Regions from separate parts of the Mus musculus genome. Here region 2 is linked to region 1. The links are chromatin contacts, called in public HiChIP or PLAC-seq maps. All regions are on one chromosome and are shown on one strand. The core of a region is the stretch at or near the end of the contact, and the rest is flanking DNA. Distances in the headings are between cores, read along the strand shown.

What was found. HiChIP or PLAC-seq counts read pairs in DNA pulled down with a chosen protein or histone mark.
Region 2: a contact with region 1 is called in a BATF HiChIP or PLAC-seq map of CD8 T cells, with 6 read pairs. The contact joins two enhancer-like sites. A contact is called at or near these places in 2 of 484 Hi-C or Micro-C datasets (bone marrow-derived macrophages and peritoneal macrophages), 2 of 115 datasets of contacts at active chromatin or transcription factors (CD8 T cells and T-cell acute lymphoblastic leukemia) and 1 of 9 other capture datasets (embryonic stem cells).

Annotation. Positions count from the first base shown.
Region 1 is chr10:118,171,254-118,174,205 of GRCm38.p6, forward strand. No RefSeq gene overlaps it. Among named protein-coding and RNA genes, the nearest start is that of Gm40775, 16 kb to the right of the region's middle. Within about 2 kb of position 1,433, at least 46 of the 459 cell types and tissues checked have an H3K27ac peak or open chromatin away from gene starts, as enhancers often do. A contact at or near this core is called in CD8 T cells and T-cell acute lymphoblastic leukemia, where this site is marked.
Region 2 is chr10:118,417,686-118,420,977 of GRCm38.p6, forward strand. No RefSeq gene overlaps it. Among named protein-coding and RNA genes, the nearest start is that of Ifng, 22 kb to the right of the region's middle. Within about 2 kb of position 1,421, at least 79 of the 459 cell types and tissues checked have an H3K27ac peak or open chromatin away from gene starts, as enhancers often do. A contact at or near this core is called in CD8 T cells and T-cell acute lymphoblastic leukemia, where this site is marked.

The DNA.
Region 1 (2,952 bases), core at 183-2,682:
CTTTCCTGGGATGCTCAAGGATATACTATGTATGCACTTTTGCTGTGGTTGTGAACACAGAGCAGACACAGCGCAGTTACAAAATGTGTTGATTTTTCTGGATGTTTAACACAGGGACAAATAATCCAAAATGGTGGATGGACCTAGAGGTGATCGTATTGGATCCGGGAATATACTAGGATGCTTTTTCCATGTAGCAAGCAGCTACCCTTAAGGTGGCCTCCATTTTCTTTCTGCCAGTGACTCATCCACTAGTTTAATTCATAGGTATATGACACCCCAGACTCCGTTAGAATATTTCCTTGGAAACAGTGAGAAATGAAGATTTGGGGGACATGGAACTACCTTTGAGAGTAGGGTCCTGATCCCAAACAGGTAGAGTGATACTGGGGGGAGGGCGACTCACATCAATTCAAGACAAACAATGAATATTCAGATTATGCTGTTAAATTTCTTCATATATTCTATGTCTGATAGTATGCTAGAGCTAGCTTACGGGCCCCTGGTTAAGTACTCAATAACTCTGATCAGGTTGATAAACCATCAACAGTTTGAAACTGCCCCATCAGCAAGCCATATAAACCAGAGCACTCTGACCTCCCTCCCGGAGAAGGGGTGCACCAGCTCTGCCCTGCTGTGCTCTGTCCATCACTGCTGTTCCATCCGTATCGTTTCCGGGATGGAGAAAACATCCATTTCAAGAGATAAGCAACAGCTGTAATGTCAATCACCCCCTACATCTCTCGGCAAACACAACTGCTTGCTCTAGTTGTCTTTCTTGGGAGAAATCCATCTAGAAACAAACTAAGCCACCAAAAGGTGACAAGGCAGTGTGGTCTTCCACAGGAGCATCCACGATAGACCTGTGGTCCAGCCTAGAGATGGGCCTAAGGTTCCGTATGTATGATCTTCTAGATCATTCCGAGGCTAAGATACTTTGGGAACCACGGGCTTTGGCTTGTAGTAGCCCATAGCCTAATCTCAGTTCCTCCTTGAGCAAGTCTATTTAGCTGTGAGCCTGTGTTCTTCATCTTGCCAATGAGCTCATTTAGTCCTCAGGTTAAATGCTGTAATGCCTGTAAAGGAGTCTTACACATGGCGTTCAAATGTTCAGCTCAAAGTATTTTATTGGCAACCTTTTTAAATTAAAAGAGCAGACAAAAGGGGCTCATTTTAGGGACACTCAGGATAAGGCTAGTAAACAGGGGACACAGTGCCCTGAAACGAAACTATGGCACATCTCTCTGCACAGACCTATCTTTTATGACCTACATTCAGCTCACACGGAGAGGCAGTTTTGGGAAGAGATGCTGAAATGATTTGTCTATTTCCGTTATGTGGTAAAGAAAAAAAAAAGATTCTGACTACAGTGTTGTGACTCAGCGATTGCACAGGGCAGAATCAATTACCTGGTGTATGCAAAGCACATTAGCGTAACCATGAATTGGAGATGTTATCTGGCCCGAGTCAGGAAACACGAGATGCAGGAGCCCTGGAGACGGCTGATGAAAGACTGGCAAGCTTGCTCTATGAATGACTGTATGTCCAATATCAAAGGCTTCCCATGTGTGCTGCTAGTTATTTCTAAGACAAAAGAACCAAAAAGTAAGCTCTGTAATTTCAAGAAGAAATTAAAAGCTAACCTCAATGTCATGTATTATGGGAAATGTAGATGACTCTCAGACTTCAGTGAGAGTCCTGGTTCAGATCCTGTCTTCACTCAGGAAAGTTGCCCACAATGACTAACTTAGCGTGTGGTGTTCCCATTAAAAAATGTATTCAGGTCAAGACAGTTGATGGGGAAACCAACACAAAATTGAAAATGGGTTGTGCAACTATGCTTAGTCTGGTTCTGCAAAAGGACCCATATGGGAGAGAGTTTGCCTTGTAGTTTTGCCAAGATGGAATGTATGCTCGGGATTAGTAACATTCAAGCTGGCTTCTGTGGATTGTGGCTGAGACTTGACAAATATGGTGAATCCATGTTCCAAGACCATGCCATTTCCTCTGATCAGTCACGATCCAGGTGAGGAGACCAAGGGAAGAAATCTGCCCACATTGACTTTATAATTTGGAGCAGCTGAAGCTCAGAGCAGTAGAGGCAGAAGGTGCACACACATACCTCAGGAGGGGCCATAAGACAGCAATGGGGTAACTGATGGAGAAGCGTTTGGAAAGACTGGATATCTTCCTTAAGCAGATTCAGTGGGGGTTTTCACTCATTAACTCATTCATTCATTCATCCACTCATTCAACATTCATTCACTCATTCATTCATCCACTCATTCAAGCACTCCATTCATTCATTCACCCACTCATTCATTCATTCATCCACTCATTCAAGCACTCCATTCATTCATTCACCCACCCACTCATTCATTCATTCATCCACTCATTCAAGCACTCCATTCATTCATTCATTCACCCACTCATTCATTCATTCATTCATTCACTCAAACTGCATGCAAAAGTTCCACAGACCATCTCCACTGTGCACAACAGTTAGTTAAATAAACCCTGGCGGCAAGTTGACGGTCTCATAGATGTCGGCTTCTATTTTTCTGTCCATCCTGTCTAAGGAGGAAGGCTATTTTCCGCTCAGACTTCATGGATTTCTGGTGACAGGAAGTTTCCATTTCCTCCCTGTCCCCGAAGGATAGCAAAGCCGGAAAGTCTTACTTTTCCCCATGTCTCACTCACTCCCTTTGTTAAATGGTTTCCTACCCACTGCTGACAAAAGCTCGTCTAAGCCGCAGGCATCTAGGCACGGTCTGAGTGTGTGTGAGAACCTGTTTGAGTGTGTATTAGTGACTCACACACACTCCTTTTGTCATCGGCCACAATGGCTCTGCCTAAGAGACACATGCAGAAGTAAGCTAAAAAGACAATAGCCGTGTGCGTTCACTTTCCTCTGCCAGTAGCACACCTGCTTTAAAGGACACACACTTTGCC
Region 2 (3,292 bases), core at 171-2,670, 250 kb after region 1:
AAGTTAGAGAAGGATGTCTCGATGACCCCCTTCTTCTAAGGAATGCTACTCTGTGGTAGAAGAGATTGACACCTCACTAAAACAAGTACGCTTGAGAGTCAGAAAGACACCCCTACCAATTCTTAGTGCTTAATACCAGCTCTTTTCTGAGGTAGTTCTCTATTACCCACAATGCCCAAGTCTTCCCGATACATCTCACTCTTGGAAACAGTGTTGCTGAAGTTTCCATCTCTTGCTACTCTGAGTACCTCAGCATGTACAAGATGCCAGTGAGCTTACAGCAACCCTGGAACAAAAAGGATATAATGAAGTCTGAAAAAAAAATCAGGAATAATTAAGGCCATACCACAAACTTTTAGTGGGTTGCTGATGCTGTCATGATTTATTTAAACTTCTCAGTGGCCTCCCTTCCTGCCCTTGCAGACGATGGTTACTAACTATTCTCTGGGTGTAACATTCTTTCTTCTGGGCTTGTGGAAGACTACAAGGGTTGAGAATGGGTGCCTCCACGTCTTGACATCATCCCCAAGAGAGTGATGGCTAGAAAACCCTGTTTCTCCACTCTGAGTTGGGCCCTTTGGATGCATTCTATGACCTTGCCTGTAGGTCTAAGTTCCCATGTCCACTGTGACTTGAGCTTGCTAACCACCCTGCATTGACTTCCTCTCTTCCCTGAATCCCTCCCCCTCTTCTCTGCTGCTCCCCAGAATCACCACCTACACAACTGATTCTCAACTGCAGCTCTGGCTCTAGAGTAACCCAATCGGCTTCTTTTCTTTTCCATCCTTCAGTTGACCATGTACAAGTAAATAAAAAATAATGACAAGTATGACAAAAAAAGAATGCAAATATGACTCCTCATCATCCAGGTTACAGATGAGAATACTTGAAAACAGAAGAAAAATAATGAGCAAATTGTGCTTACGATAGATCAAGCTGATTCAAGTGCTTCACATCTCTCTCTCTCTCTCTCTCTCTCTCTCTCTCTCTCTCTCTCTTTCTCTCTCTCTCTCTCTCTCTCTCTCTCTCACACACACACACACACACACACACACACACACACACACGTGCGGGCACATACACACACACACCCCTTTCCAGGGTGGATGCCATTATTGCCAGCTAAAGCCCCAAGAATGTCCTCAGGTTCAGAGGGTTCAAACACTGGTATAACTTGGAGGCAGGATTCAAACACAATCCAGTTCCCACATTGGCACCTCTTACCACCATACTACAGTGAAAAAATGTTTTAGAAGTATGACAGCAATGATGCCATATAATCATGCAAGTATTAACATGCAATTGTCTACACACACACACACACACGTGAAATTTGATGTTTGCTATAACCTCAAAGGTAAGGAAGCCAAAGAGAGTATCTTATCTTTAAACAACTCTACTTCCTGCTCAGACCTGCACTTCTGTGAGCACATGGGCACGCATCGCCCCGCCCTATGGAGCGGAAGCATGATGTCAGCGCCTGGGGTGGGGGTGGGGTGGGGAAAGGCAACTTCTTTCTTCTCAGGGTGATCCACAGGAAGGAGATGGGAAGTCAGATCAAAGCTGGCTTAACACCTCTGTCCTGGGAAATCCTATCAGGTGACTAGAAAGAAAACCTAAGAGGCCAAATTTCTGCTCATTGTCAAAAGACAGGAGGCAGGTTGGGGGAAGTCCCTGACCACAGGCCAACAGAGCAGAAGGTTAACGGGCTTCCTGAAAGAACCTGCTAGAAAAACCTTCAAACTCCACCTGGGGTGAAAAGAAATCTTTCCAACTCTTTCAAGTTTCTTCACTTTCCTGATGGAAGTACAGACAGCCTTGTGACATGTCATTTAGACTGCTTCCGTGTGACATGTCGTTTAGACTGCTTCTCTGGGGATTCACTTTATTGTTTTAGGAGAAGCTCCTATGACAAAATGCAGGGCTTCTGTTGTTGTTTAATAAGCTTCCTAAAAAATCATAATGAGTTATGATCTATGATTCTAATTAGCAAATTAGGTGTCTAATTTTCCAATAAGGAAAATCATATATCATCTAGTGTGGGATGACATTGATATATGTTTCGAGTTGCATGGAGTGATAAATCCGCACTACAGTCTCAAGAAGAAAATATCAGATGATCTGAAGAAGATTAAAGACGTCTGGTGTTGTGCCTGCCACCTTTCAAAATGAAAAGAGTGGGGACAACTTCTAATTTCTGTCTTTTGAGAAATTATCATTTAAAAAAGCAACATATAGGTACAATATCTCAAAAGGGGGGTGATGAATATAAAATGGGCAGCGGGATGTGCAGGCTCCTCAAAGTAAGAGTCTAAAGAAGGAAATTTTCAGAGAAAAATACACACACAAACATCAAATCCACAGTGACTAGGAAGGATTGGGTTTTTGATTAATGTAAATTTGAGTAGGTAATGATAGCATGTATTCATGTGTACACACACATTTCTATCTATGTTTCTATGTATCCATGTATGTATCCATGTATGATGTATGTATGTATGTACCTATTTATGTACCAATCTATGTATGTATGTATGTATGTATTGATCTATGTATGTATGTATGTATGTATGTATGTATGCTTATACCTATGTATCTATCATCTAAGTATCTATCTATGTATCTATATATTTATCTATGTACCTATGTATCTATCTATCTATACACATCTATCTATCTATACACATGAGTCAGGGCCTCATGCATTCTGAGTCAGCCTTAAACTCACAATGTAGCACAGATTGTCTTGAGCTACTGATCTGAGCCAGAACTCCTAGCCATGTACCATCCTGCCAGGTTTATTATGATGGGCTGAGATTTAACTCAGCGCTTTGAGCATGGTAGGCAGGTTGGTAACTCTATCAACTGAGATAAATCACTAGCCCCAATATTTATTTTGATGTTTTTAAAATGAATTGAAATATCTACTCACAAATGCACATATACATATGTCTTATTTGGGTAAAAACTAACAGGAAGTAGATGCTATTTGAATAGCTACTAATGATATTAGTTAAGATACTATAAGTTATGTAGTAACTTCAGGTATTATATTTAGGTGATAGGTTACATATATAACACACACAAGTTAACTTAGACACAAGTATATGTGATATGAATGTCCCCAACTGCATGATGGCTTAGATGTAGCTGAAGTATGTTTTTTCCTCATGTAAAGTCCCAAATGATGAATGAGAGCAGCAGGTGCCTCCACCCCCAGCAGTACCACTATCACTGTGTGACTTTGCCATCCTCAGTGCTGTGACTGTAAGGTGCATCAAGCTTGCCAACA